Regions from separate parts of the Ovis aries genome. Here region 1 is linked to region 2. Evidence: chromatin contacts called from public Hi-C data. All regions are on one chromosome and are shown on one strand. Each heading gives the region's core, a stretch centred on a gene start, on an enhancer-like site or on the middle of the called end of the contact. The rest is flanking DNA. Distances are from core to core; before and after follow the strand shown.

The links. Hi-C and Micro-C count contacts between places; a contact is called where the count stands out from the background.
Region 1: a Hi-C map of liver shows a contact between it and region 2, with 6 times the contacts expected there. The contact joins the enhancer-like site here to the promoter of ZNG1A in region 2. A contact is called at or near these places in 8 of 16 Hi-C or Micro-C datasets (blood, liver, mixed tissues and 2 more).

What each region holds. Positions count from the first base shown.
Region 1 is chr2:68,675,537-68,682,243 of ARS-UI_Ramb_v3.0, reverse strand. It overlaps DOCK8 (dedicator of cytokinesis 8), which reads right to left. Exons shown (of 48, transcript XM_060410909.1): 7 at 4,626-4,711. Among named protein-coding and RNA genes, the nearest start is that of DOCK8, 140 kb to the right of the region's middle. Within about 2 kb of position 5,048, at least 5 of the 54 cell types and tissues checked have an H3K27ac peak or open chromatin away from gene starts, as enhancers often do. A contact at or near this core is called in liver, where this site is marked.
Region 2 is chr2:68,537,278-68,544,962 of ARS-UI_Ramb_v3.0, reverse strand. ZNG1A (Zn regulated GTPase metalloprotein activator 1A) reads left to right here and starts at 4,817. Exons shown (of 16, transcript XM_042243379.2): 1 at 4,817-5,062. The coding sequence starts at 4,900. It overlaps DOCK8 (dedicator of cytokinesis 8), which reads right to left and starts at 2,012. Exons shown (of 48, transcript XM_060410909.1): 1 at 1,901-2,012. The coding sequence starts at 1,989.

The DNA.
Region 1 (6,707 bases), core at 3,799-6,298, 140 kb before region 2:
GGTCCTTCCATTGCCAGGGGGGCTTCTGAACTGAGGTGGAGGGAGGGAAGTGAACACAGCTGATCAACACTGAGGTGTGAGGATCCAACGAGAGCTAGAAAGAGCAGCTCTCATACTGGCCCTAATGGCCAATTTCCCCCGAAATGGTGGGCTGAAGACAAGAGAAGGCAACCCCAAGCACAACCCTGCTTGCTATAGGATGTGCGTGGAACAGACAAGCACTTTCTAAATGTTTCAGGTAACATACCAGGCTTCCCTGGTGGCTCAGACGGTAAAGCGTCTGCCTGCAATGCAGGAAACCCGGGTTTGATCCCTGGGTCGGGAAGATCCCCTAGAGAAGGAAATGGCAACCCACTCCAGTACTCTTGCCTAGAAAATCCTATGGATGGAAGAGTCTGGTGGGCTACAGTCCATGGGGTCACAAAGAGTCAGATACGACTGAGCAACTTCACTAACAACCTATGACACTGCCAGCTAAGAGCCCTAGTAATCAGGCCCTGGACCACCACCACTGCAGAAGTCATGCAAATTAGGTCAAATTCTGTTTTCAACTGTACGTGAGAGAATGGATTTATCATAGCTTTGTCTAAAAAGAGAATTTTTCAAAGAATATGTGGACAGAGGTAACCAGACAAGAGTTGGTCAAAAGACACCTTTGGAAATGAGACAGTGGGCATGATGGAAGAGTCACAGACACTGAGTCAGAGAGACCTGGGCTCTGTTCCCTCTCCCAGTCTGGCTAATTCTGGAATCTTCATTGGGTTACTGACTTTCCCCAGTTCCACTTATTTGTAAAATGAGGAAAAGATACTTACTCTTTCCATTTCCTAGGATTGTTGTAAGGACTGTGAAAGACAGTATGTGTAAACGTACTTTATAAACAATGTCAAGGAACCATCGTTATTCACAGTAGCCAAAAGGTGGAAGCAAACTCAGGTGTCCATCAAAGACGAGTGAATTAATAGAATATGGTATATGCATACAACAGAACATTATTCAGTCTTAAAAAGAAAGGAAATTCTGACACATCCTACCATATGGACAAACGCTGAAGAAACTGTAAGTGAGATTTGTCACTAAAGGACAAACACTGTATAATTCCATTTCCATAAGGGAATGGTGGAAGATAGAAATGGGAGTTATTGTTTAGTGGGTATAAAATTCCAGTTTGGGTAAGTGACAAGAGTTATGGAGATAGATGGTGGCAATACCTGTACAACAATGTGAATGTATTTACTGCCACTGAAATACTAGTGAAAAACGGATATGACAGCAAATTTTATGTTATCTGTATTTTACCACGAATAAAATTTAACATTATCATTTAATATTTTTTTACTTCAAATAAAATTTATCATTATCATTAACATAATTTTTACTATTCATATTTAAACATTTCAGGTTCACCTATAAGAACTTGCTTTCTTTTGTCCAGTTTATTTAAAGTAGTGAAAGCTACATCTCCCCTCTTGCAGGTATATGTTGGTATGAATACGATTTAAGACACTGGAGCAGGTCAAAGACTGAGCAAACACCAGAGTTCTCTTTAATTTCTGCTTTGGCAGTTTGGGGAAAAAATCATTAGAAACTACACTTCACAAATTTCGTCAGGTGAAATCCAAGTGACATGATTATTTTTTTAACAATAGTCTTAGTGGCCATGTCTTCCCATCTGTGAGAAGAGCTGCCATTTACTTATAGAAAATGTCTAGGAGGCTGAGTGTCAAGCATCAGAACGTAGAATTCCTCCAATCCCAAAAAGCAGAGTTACTGCAGCCAACAGTGGCCTGATGCACTTCCTGTGGGAGTGGGTGAGAGCCTCAGACAATAGGGTGGATTTCCTGAATGATGAATGCAGAGGGGGATGGAAGAGCCACTTCCACTTAGTCCTCAGGCTGAAGGGCTAAGAGTTTCCCCCAGCTGGGTCAGATCCCAGGGACCAGCGTTTGCCCTTATGTACCCATTGCTCAACACAAAGCTGGGTTATTGGCTGCTCATCTCTGTACAAGACAAAAAGTCCTAACTCCCCCACCAGCTGGTAGCACTGACTTGAGGAGAGTGCTACAACACAAAGGGAGCCCCACAACTGTATAAGCAGTCATGCTGGCTGGTGTACTGAGGAGAGGAATTGGGGAGGCTCCACACTAGAATTGGAAATTTACAGTACGTAGGAACTTTGGGATGACCTGGTCTAACTATTTTATTTATAAGAACTCAAAATTCCAGAGAAGCCCCCAGGGCTGAAATACAGTCTTGAATCCAAAATCCAAGTGCCCTAATGGCAAACCAGGTGCTGCCTAAGAGGTTCATGAATTGACTTCAACAGATGGATGACTTTCTTAATAGGCTATGAAAAATTTTTATGCCTACCTGGTTTTGCCTAGGTAGAGCATCATGGAAAAAGCAAGAGAGTTCCAGGAAAACATCTACTTCTGCTTTATTGACTATGCCAAAGCCTTTGACTGTGTGGATCACAACAAACAGTGGAAAATTCTTCAAGAGATGGGAATACCAGACCATCTGACCTGTCTCCTAAGAAATCTGTATGCAGGTCAAGAAGCAACAGTTAAAAATGGACATGGAACAACAGACTGGTTCCAAACAGGAAAAGGAGTACGTCAAAGCTGTATATTGTCACCCTGCTTATTTAACTTATATGCAGAGTACATCAGGAGAAATGCTGGGCTGGAGGAAGCATAAGCTGGAATCAAGACTGCTGGGAAAAATATCAATAACCTCAGATATGCAGATGACACCACACTTATGGCAGAAAGAGAAGAACTAAAGAGCCTCTAGATGAAAATGAAAGAAGAGAGTGAAAAAGTTGGCTTAAAACTCAACATTCAGAAAATTAAGATCATGGCATCTGGTCCCATCATTTCATGTCAGATGGGGAAACAATGGAAACAGTAAGAGACTTTATATTTTTGGACTCCAAAATCACTGCAGATGGTGACTGCAGCCATGAAATTAAAAGACGCTTGCTCCTTGAAAGAAAAGCTATGTCCAACCTAGACAGCATATTAAAAAGCAAAGACATTACTTTGTCAACAACGGTTGTCTAGTCAAAGCTATGGTTTTTCCAGTAGTCATGTACAGATGTGAGAGTTGGACTATAAAGAAAGCTGAGTGCCAGAGAATTCATGCTTTTGAACTGTGGTGTTGAAAAAGACTCTTGAGAGTCCCTTGGACTGCAAGGAGATCCAACCGGTCCATCCTAAAGGAAATCATTCCTGAATATTCATTGGAAGAATTAATGCTGAAGCTGAAACTCTAATACTTTGGCCACCTGATGCGAAGAACTGACTTATCTGAAAAGACCATAATGCTGGGACAGATTGAAGGAAGGAGGAGAAGGGGATGACAAGATGAGATGGTTGGATGGCAACACTGACTCTATGGACATGAGTTTGGGAAAGCTCAAGGAGTTGGCAATGGATAGGGAAGCCTGGAGTGCTGTAATCCATGGGGTCGCAAAGAGTCAGATACAACGGAGCAACAGAACTGAACTGAACTGAACTGAGAGCAGTTACAACTCAATAATTTCGAAAGTGCCTGTCATTTGAAAAAGTGGAAGAACTAATTCTCTAAAGCAATTGTCTGTAAAGAGGAAAGAGAGGCATGCAAGCACTCCAGGGTTAGGCAAGACAATCCACTGGAATTCAGGAAGAAAATAATTTATTTTAATTGATTGAGTTCATCCTTCAAAATGTTTCACTTATGCTTGTTTTGTAATACATGTAATATTTAATACACAAGTACAAAATTAATACACATGTAGAAGATGTGTGGCTTTTAAACACAATTAAAAAGCTAAAAAAGAATTGCTTCCAAGCAAACGTGACCCATGAGATGAATCTAGATTTCAGACATGTTCTCTTTGAAATGTGTGTTACTAAAGAAGGAAATGAGAAAATATTTAAGAAGTCAGGAAATCATGCAGAAAAATCTGGCTTTCTAGTTTCTCTTTAAAAAAAAAACCAGACAACTGATCAAAATGGGTCAGTTCATTTGGATGGCAAGAGTTGGCCCAAGCTAGCAGTGAGCGCCCCCGTAGGATAGTTTGGTACAGTCCCACTATACTCTGATGTCCTCTGGCACTGTAACTGAGTTTTTCATTGTGTTTTAATAGTGGTCTGTTGGGAAATGCATATAAATCTCTAAAAATAAAAAGGCTCTAACTTGTAGCATTTTCTGATTTCAATATTGTAAATATTTCTACCATTCTACCATGGGTAATTTCAAACTACCAATGTGACTTCACTGAATAAAGAGTTGGGAAGAGAAGCATACACTGAGCTCTCATGAGTTAGAGTGGACTCCAGCACACCACTGGCTTTTACTGCTATTTTTCTTAATGCAGGACATTTCGCTCAATTAATTACCTAGACATCTAACCTTAGTGTTCATCTTCCTTTTCATAGTAGAATGAGTGTCAAAGGCGTGGCAGGAATAGAATCTGGGGCTACCTGATTCTGAACTCTGGTCTTTCTACTACTTCACAGCGGCCCACTGTTAAAAGTGTGTTGGGGTCCTCCCCGATTCAAGCTCTGATGAGAAAGACAGTCTGTATCTGAAAGGCAAGACAGATCTCAATCGAGTAGGTAGTGTTTGCTGATACTTACTTCAGGGTCAGCAACTTGACCAATATTCTGTTTCCCAGATGTTCCTTGGGACATTCTGGTACCGGACGTATTTCCACAGCATCCTCCTATTATTAATCACATTGTAAAAGAAATCAGTAGTGAATTCCCATGAAATCAGCAGTGAATTAATCAGCAGTTAACCAAGGGAAGGGAAGACTACTATCTACCATGCAAGACAAGCTGCATTTGCTTTATTTCTAATCACAGAATAATACATCAACTTCTATAAGAGTTTATTATCCAACCCCCATGCTTCAAAGTCAGCATTTACAGCAAAGATTTTTCTCCTTTCAGACAACCAAACATTTAAGACAAAGAGACCAAAAGAGGAAGGAAGGAAATGTGAACATAGATAAGGCTTAGTAACATCCACCAGATGGCATTGCAAAATCTTATACCTATTGTTGACTTTTTTTTTTTTTTTTTAGCTGGCTCTAAGTACACAATCAGAATATTTCTCCTGCTGAGGGCTTTACCAGTAAACATGTAAGTTTCAGACTTGCGATCTGAGTCAGAAATTTTCACCTAAAGCTGTAAACCATTAATGCTGTAATACAGTGGCTTTCTTGGTTCAGTTTCCTTAAACAGATGATAGAGATTTGGGGCTGAATTTATAGGTTCTAAATAGACATGTCCAGCTAGACCTTGCTAAAGTTCTAAGAATTGAAAAGCTTAGTAATGACACATTAAGAAATAACGTCTGTCTATTTCACAACATAGGGACTGAAGAGTTAAAGGGAAGTATCAAGTATACATACAGCTGATTCACTTTGCTATATAGCAAAAACTAATGCAACATCGTGAAGCACCTATACTCCAAGGAAAATTAATCTAAAAATTCAAATGTGAACTATCACAGTATCTTAATTATAGTCATGGATGCAAAGACTGACAGTGCAAGTCATCCTGAGAACTTTAATTCCTGCTCTTGTAGTAGGTACACAAACTCTGACGAATGGTCTGCAGCTCACAAGTATCCAACGAATAGGGCCACGTTTAATTAAAAAATTATAATAAATTTTTTAAATTTATTCTTAATTGGAGGATAATTGTTTTACAATGTTATGTAGGTTTCTGCCTTATGACATGAAGCAGCTACATGTCCACTCCCTCTGGAACCTCCCTCCCACTCCGCCACCCCAACCCTCTAGTCCATCACAGAGCACCAAGTTGAGCTCACTAGCTATCTACTGTACATAAGGTAATGCATATGTTTCAGTGCTACTCTCTCTCAGTTCCTGGGCGATAAATGACATCCCGAATATCCAATAGCAACCAGAAGCATTTTTTAAAATAGCAATACAGTCGTCTTCTTATTAAATCTGTGCCCAGTTTGGTGGAATAGTCCCAGGCATAAACTCACCACCACTCTAACTTTCAATTCCCCTTTGTGTTAAACAGTTTGGTGGGTAGAACTGCTGAGTTGTTTCAGAGGAGGTACTGTTCTGATGCCCACACTGAGGTGAAGGCCCTCAGAGCAAGCTGGAACTTTCAGGGTGATCAGGACAGACACATCTGAAAGGAAAGGGGCCCCTTATTGGAAAACAGCCTCACTGTAAAAACTCTGCTTTTGGTCTGGATTCAAAACTTTGGTATACTTTTAAAAGGCTCTTCATTTGGAAAATTGTAAGCATATACAAAAGTAGAGAAAATACTGTAATGGAGCATACATAACCATCACCTAGCTTCAACAATTTTGACTTATGGGCAATTTGGTCTCATCCCTGGGTCAGGAAGATCCCCCAAAGAAAGGTATGGCAGCCCACTCCAGTGTTCTTGCCTGGAGAATCCTACAGACGGAGGAGCCTGGTGAGCTATAGTCCATGGGGTCTCAAAGAGTCAGACAGGACTGAAGCAGCTTAACACAGCACACAGCATGTACTCTCACTTACTACTCCCCTACTCAATGCTGGATCGCTCAGAACAAGGCCCCAGAGATCATATAATTTCATTAGTGAGTATTTCAGTAGAGACCTCTAAAAGATAAGGACTTTTAAAAACATATACTATAATGCTACTATTAATTTTATTTCCTATTTTCATGAAATACGTAGTCAGCTC
Region 2 (7,685 bases), core at 3,568-6,067:
ACCACAGGCCTCTGGCCTTTTAGAGATATTCCCAAGTTGATAATGAAAAATAGCAAAGAAATCAATACATATAAGAATTTAAGAAATATTTTGTTTATTTATTTACTAAGATAAGAGGAACTGGGCTAATTTTGAAACTCTCCCCAGTTTCCTTTTCTCTGAGCTGTTCACTGCTGTTCACTGCTGTGTTCTTTCCTTTGCAGGAAGTTACAAAGTTGAGAGGGGAAAAAAAATACCAAGTTGGCATTGTTTGTAGCTGTCCTCTGATTTGGACGTAGCTACAGTCCTTACTTTTTTTGGAGGCAACCGTCATAACTATCCAAAAGAAGAAAATTAAGGTAAAATGGAGAAGTATGGAATTATGACAAAGGACACATTGCACAAAACTGAGCTGCTGGAATCCAGATAGTGTGAGAGCTTGTCTACTTGCTGTGTGCCAACAGAGGGCTCCTATCACAATGCAGAGACTGAGGTGCTGCCTACATTGGGTCTCCTGAAGGCCAGGTATTGGTGCCCTTAGAGAAACAGTTTAAACTTCTCAGCTTCAGACCTTTCTCTGAATATTAGTATGGTACTATACTATGGTGAGCTTCCCTGGTGGCTCAGACGGTAATGAATCTGCCTGCGATGCAGGAGACAAGGGTTTGACCCCTGGATCGGTAAGATCCCCAGGGGAAGGGAATGGTGACCCACTCCAGTATTCTTGCCAGAAGAATCCCATAAACAAAGGAGTCTGGCGGGCTACAGTCCATAGGGTTGTCAAGAGTTAGACACGACTGAGCAACTAAGGACACACACATACACACACACTCACTAACCCTGCGGGGACAGGGGGGTTGCAATGGTGAATGATTTACAAGTTGAGTTTAAAATAGCAGGGGTGATCTGTTTTTACAAAATTTCATTTAATTCAGCTTAACAAGGCAGTGCATATTAAATTGTTTTTGTTGCTATTGTTCAGTCACCCAGTTGCGTCAGACTCTTTGCATATTAGATTAGCGGCTGGCAAACTATGGCTTGCTGCCTCTTTTTGTACAGACTGCAAGCTCAGAGTGATTTTTATATTTTTTGTAGGCTGAAAAATTAAAAGAACGCTATTTTATGACATGAATATTACATGAGTTTCAGATTTTAAAATTCGTGGACATTTGTTTTCTCTCTTATAAGTACCTATATAACATGCTTGAATTTTTCTTTTGACTGTAAAGCCTTAAATACTTACTGCCTGGCCCTTTATAGAAAAAGTTTGCAGATCCCTGGTTTAGAAGAGCATGGAACTTAGTGTCAGGAAGGTCTGAACTGTGCAGTAGGACTGCCATTTACTGAATTTATGACTGAACAAGATATCTAACTTTTCTAAGCTTCAGTTTCCTTGCTTATAAAATGGGTATACAAATTATATTTAACTTGCTGAGTTAAATGAGATAATACATTTGATATATTTAACATAATGCATACCACTCAGTAAGGGATCCACACATTACCATTGCTGTTGTTTTACCATAACAACTGTGATTAAATAAAATTGCAAAAATGAGGAATTTTAAAGTTAACATTAGAATAGACTGTAATAGACTGCAGAATAGAAGAGATTGTGTTGAAGATTCTACAATATTATACTTAGGACATTTAAAAAGCTTACTTTAAAAGGCATTTTGAATTAAATAACAACGTCTCACTCAAAATAGAATGGATAAAATTGATAGGTCCTGTTAAAATAGAAGGAAATGGCAACCCACTTCAGTATTCTTGCCTGGGAAATCCCATAGGCAGAGGAACCCATAGTGTCCCAAAAGAGTCGGACACGGCTTAGCAACTGAAAAACAACAAAAAGCAGTCAAACTCAGATATGCAAGAAGGGCTGAAATCAAAAGCCTTATAACTAAGTCAAGACCCTTACCTCTTCAGGCACAAGCTTTCTAACATCTGGCCAGGTACTAGAGTCAGAAAAGAAAGTGGTAGAACTCCATAGAATTCATGAAGAGACATCTTGCTGAAGAGTGTTAAGGAGAAAGACTAAAGGAAGACTTTCCAGCTCTGATCTTTATACTCATACCAAAGTATGTCTCAATTGTGAAATCACAACAAATGATAACTCTACTCTGAAGGCCAGGACTGAAACTGCTGGAGGCAAGACTGCAAGCAGTGCTTCTACACAAACACACACTTGCACCACCACATTTTGATGCATGTAGGAGTCTTTATTTCATTTTAAAAAATATTTGTATTTATTTATCATAGCTCCATGACCAGGGATTGAATCCAGACCCACCTGCATTTGGAAGCTCAGAGTCCTAACCACGGGACAGCCAGGGAATTCCCAGAAGACTTTTTAAAATAGCAGCTCTACTAGGGTAAAATCCATATACAGAACAAAACATCTGTTTAATGGGTACAACCCAGTGGTTTATAGTGTATTCAGAGAATTGTGCTACCATGTCCAACAAGGAATTTTAGAACATTTTCATCACCTCCAAAATGTACCCATTAGCAATCACTGCCTTCAGTCCCCTGGTGTCTGGTAACAACCAGTCAATTTTGTTTCTATAGATGTGCCTATCTGGACATTTCACGTACATGGAGTGAAACAATATGTGGTGTTTTGGGAATGCCTTTTTTCACTCAGCATAATGCTTCTGAGGTTCATTCATCTTGCAGCAGGTGCATGCATGCTAAGTCCCCTTCAGTCATGTCCGACTCTTTGTGACCCTATGGACTGTAGCCCACCAGGCTCTTCTCTCTGTGGGATTCTCCAGGCAAGAATACTGGAGTGGGTTGCCATGCCCTCCTCCAGGGGATCTTCCCAACCCAGGGATCGAACTTGTGTCTCTTATGTCTTCTGCCTTGGCAGGCAGGTTCTTTACCACTAGAGCCAATTGGGAAGTCCCTTGTAGCAGGTATCAGTACTTTATTTCTGTTCCGTGAGATAAATTTTCTATTATATGGATGTATCATTTTGTTTATCCATTCATCAGCTGATGGACATTTTGACTGCTGTATAAAACTCTTTTTGCTCTGACTGAAGCTACAAACTGTTACAGCATACTTGTCCATCATCTTACTGAGTTGCTATAGGGCACAGGTTCCTCCTGGTAAGAGATAAGAGATGTTAGTGTAACATTCAGCCAGAGTCATGGAAGGGAATCTGCAAGAACTTGCCTGAGGAGTACTTAAGAGACGGTGATCAGGGTTGTAAGATATTTTCTGTTCAGGAAGCAATGCTGAAGGGTCACTCAATGCAGTTCATAAGAGCAAAACCTGAAAATGACTGATAGGAAATGCATAAATAAATTTCTGATGAGTCATGTAACAATATAATACAACAGTGGAGTTGAAAAATCAGCTAACCCTAGAATAGTATATGAAATTCAAAGACAGGAAAAAATTAAACAACATATTGTTTAAGTACATATTTATATAAGTGATAGAACCAAAAAGAAAAAAGGAAATAAGTCAGCCATGATCAATTCATAGTAGTGGTTACTATCTCAGAGGAGAGGCAGAGCATTGGACTAGGAGACAGTCACATGAATAGGTGTCCTTCTTGGTACTGTTCTTGGATTAGAACATAAATATATATGTAAATATAAAGGAGGGCTGTTGCAGACTTTAAGAGATGCACAACCTAAAAGTTGAGAATTATGTTTTATTCATGAGGACTTAAGCTTGGGAGCATCAGGAAGATCCCCTGGAGTAGGAAATGGCAGCCCACTACAGTGTTCTTGCCTGGAGAATCCCATGGACAGAGGAGCCTGGAAAGTTGTGGTCCATAGGGTCTCAAAGAGTTGGACACGACTGAAGCAACTTGGCACACAAAAAAATTTAGTGATTTCTCTTTGTGTGTGAAGTTGCAAGAGTCTGGGCTTAATTAAATCATTCCTTTGATATATACCTTAACTAACTAGGGCCAGTATCCTGTTTTCCTCCTTGAATCCCCTTAGGGTGCACTGCTGGGGTAGCTACAGAGGTTAATGACTTGATGTCTGCAAAAAACTTTGTTTACTGATAGGGCAGGTGGCATTCTTTGTCCAGACTATCTATGCATTATTGATGACAGTGCCAGGCACTGAAGAATGTATGAATAAATGAATTCAGGGTGTGTTAGTTGCTCAGTCCTGTCTGGCTCTTTTGAACTCCACGGAATCCTGCAGGCAAGAATACTGGAATGGGTAGCCATTCCCTTCTCCAGGGGACCTTCCTGGCCCAGGGATCGAACTCAGGTCTCCTGCATTGCAGGCAGATTTTTTATGGTCTGAGACACCAAGGAAGCTTGAACTCAGGGTAAGTGAGACCAAATTAAAAAAAATGAGATGATAAAATAGATAAAAGTAATGCATGTACACAGTAAAAAACTGAATAAACATAAAACCTGCAACTATAAAACAGAAAAAAGTTTCACTGGTTCAGGTAGAAAAATTACAATTACCTTTGTACTGTTATAACTTCCCATTCTTTCTCCTATGAATTAAGAAAATATTTTTAATGGTACTAAGAAATGTCACGTTGGTGTAGCCTATTCCCTGTGAGAGCTGTTTAGGACGGGCTCCTCTTCAGATTTCAACTGTCCTGGTCTCAAGGCCTCAACCCTATCACTAACCGTCCATTAGCTATAAAGGCTGCAGTCTCACACAGACAGGACGCCAGGTACGGCCCTGACAATTCCGCCCACGTTCCTAAAACACGCCAGAGGGGTGTGCCCAGCGCCCGTAGGGGCGTGTCTAAGAGGCGTGGCGGCCCTGAGCCCGAGCCCAGGTAACTGGGGGCGGGATCGGGAGGCGCCACACGTCGCGAAGTGATGACGTCAAGCACGCGCCTCGCGTTCTGCGTGCGCAGCTGCGCGGGGTGGGTCTTGATCCCAGGTCCTGAGTGTAGGGAGAGGTGAGCTGTGCTGTTTGCAAGATGTTTCGTGCTGTTGACTCTGCGGATGAGGAAGAGGAGCAGGCGGAAGAGGATTGTCCTGAATTGGTCCCCATTGAGGCGAAGCAAAGAGAGGTGAAGGAGGAGGAGGAAAAGTCTGGCCCCGGCGCTAAGATCCCAGTCACAATTATCACCGGGTATTTAGGTAACTAACCATCCCGGTCAGAAAGTTCAGTGAACCCTGTTTTGGGATTTGGCTCTTCTCCTTAGGCATCCTGGCCTTCTGGCCGACGGCCAGAGTCTCTGAGGTAGGGGCTGGGTCAGTTGCTCCCCGTACGGGATCCTTCTCACCTCACGGGTTAATGATGCTCAGACCCCTCCGCGTTAGGGTCGCATTTATCAACTGAGGTTGAAAATTAGCCTCGCATTTTTAAAACTAGTTCTAGCTTTGCAGTGTGAAGCACGGACCCGCCCCTCATTATGCATGTGACCCCTAACAAGTTGCATTTCTGAAGTTCACTGCCTGACTTGAAAATGGAAATACCAGTCACTTGTCTCAGTTTGCTTTTCTCTTATGCTTAGTGGGGCAAGAAACGCATGTTTTATAATTAGGTTCTCATTAAAGGTGTCCTTTATGTAAACGCCCAAGGGCTCTTCCTCAGTATATTCCCTTCCCCACGCCGGTTTCTTCTTGCCTTTCGTGTAAAATACTCTTTATTGTAGCCTTTTTTTTTTTTTTTAATGTCTATTTGTAACGTACTGTCGGAGAAAGAGTAAGAATAAAATTACTGTGCCCTCCGAGACTATATTTCTCAAACTTAAGGGCTTTTCAGGAGTTCATGGGGTCACTTAATTCATAACTTTGTAAACAGAGTAGTTTCCTGAAGGACGGGTTATGTGCTTACATTAGGAGTACTTTAGTGGAAAAGTTTGAGAAGTATCATTTTAAAACTACAGTTAAATAGAAGGGCTGGAATAAATACCATATTAAAAGTGTAGGGAAAAGAAGTGAAATGAAATATATAAAGTGAAATGATCTGGGGAAAATAGTATCATTTCTAGATGCTGCTAGAGACAAGTATAAACTTGGTGCACCTGAGGGCCTTTTACATAAAAACGGGAATTAAATCGCTGGCATGACTCCGTCTCTCTCTTTTTTGCTTTGCAGACTTAAGTTTATTTTCATTTTTACTCAGGGTTAATTTTATAAAGGAGTTTATTTATTTGTAAAGGAATTTCCCCAGTGTTATTCAGATGCAGCTTCACTGTGAAGTTGAGCAAATTTTTGTTCTGAAACAATATAGTTTAGACTTGCTCTCCCCACCTTCCCCATTTTGCTCACTGGTAGATCAGAAGAGCATTGCAGATAATGGTCTGAAGCTTAGTTATGAGGCCTCACGCCACCAACTTTGTTGCTGAATCTAGGAGATGGTTTCCCTGCTTATTGTTGAGCATTTTTGTTCCCTTGGTTTCTATCACATTTTACTTCTGATTTTCCGCCTACTTTTCTGGCTTCCCCTTAAAATTTTTTTTTATCCCTCCTCTGCCCTCTTTTTTAACTTCATACCCAGGTGATTTCTATTTTGATGTTTCATAGACATGTCAATCTCTGCATGTCCAAAACTTCATGTTAGCATCCCGTTGTGAATGTTGGTTGCTTCTGTGATCCTAACCATTTGGAATATTATAAAAGCTTCCTAACTAGTCCTGAGTCATATTGCCTTTTAATATGTTCTCTGTATTTTAGCCTTAATGATCTGTAATAAATGTCAATCTGATTTTGTCAGACCCTTCAGCAGTTTCTATTTGGGTTAAAGTTCAAATTCCTTGACATGAGTTTATAATCTTGCTCTTGACAACCTCTTTAGCCTGAGAAACTGTGGCCCAGCCAAGTGAACTACTTTTACTTCTAAAAAGAGCAAGTGTTTTGGCCCCAGAAAGACATCCTTCTTACTGTTAGTTCTCTGGCTAGATGTCCCTCTTAGGTGCTCCATGGCATCTTGTACATCTATTGACTAGATGATCTTGTGGCATGGTTGCCTCTTTACTGATCTGAATTCCCCCTCTTTCTCCCACTTCCCTTAATGTTTCTAAACTTCATGAAGATAGAGACAGTTTGTTGTGTCTTGTGCACTTTTCACTAAGGCTCAGTATAAACTCCGGTCCATAGCAGACTTGAGTGCTTGAACTGTCTTAGTATCTTTAGCTTCCTGATAAGATGGCTCAGCAGTAAAGAACCCTCAATGAAGGAGTTGCGGGTTCGATCCCTGGGTCAGGAATATCCCCTGGAGTAGGAAATGGCAACCCACTCCAGTATTCTTGTCTGGAAAAGTCCATGAGCAGAGTTGGATGTGACTGAGCACAAACACATAGTTATTTATAAAGCACTAGTAATTCTACAAAGTCTTCCATGGCCACCCCATCCTTTGCATTTTCATGGCCACTGCTTAGTGCAGCGCACATGCTCAGGGCCCTTGTCTCACATTTGGACTGGTTTTAAGAATATCCTTATTGCTCTGTGTCCTTAAGATCTGTTCCTTCCATTATGAGTATTAACCTTTAGTGATACTGAGCTTCCTAAATCCCTCTGAACACAAGCCTTCCATCCCTTCAACAACTTTTATACAAATATGGCCCCCAAAGGTTGAAGATATTAATATCCTACTACTCAGTAAATCCCTCCTAATTATACCCTAGAAATCTTTTAAAGTTACTGCGGAAGATGTGTACAACCTGTGTGCATGTATACAAGTTCTTTTTGGCAACACTGTAATAGCAAAACACTAGGAACAACCCGTATGCCCACCAACAGAAAAATATGTAAATAA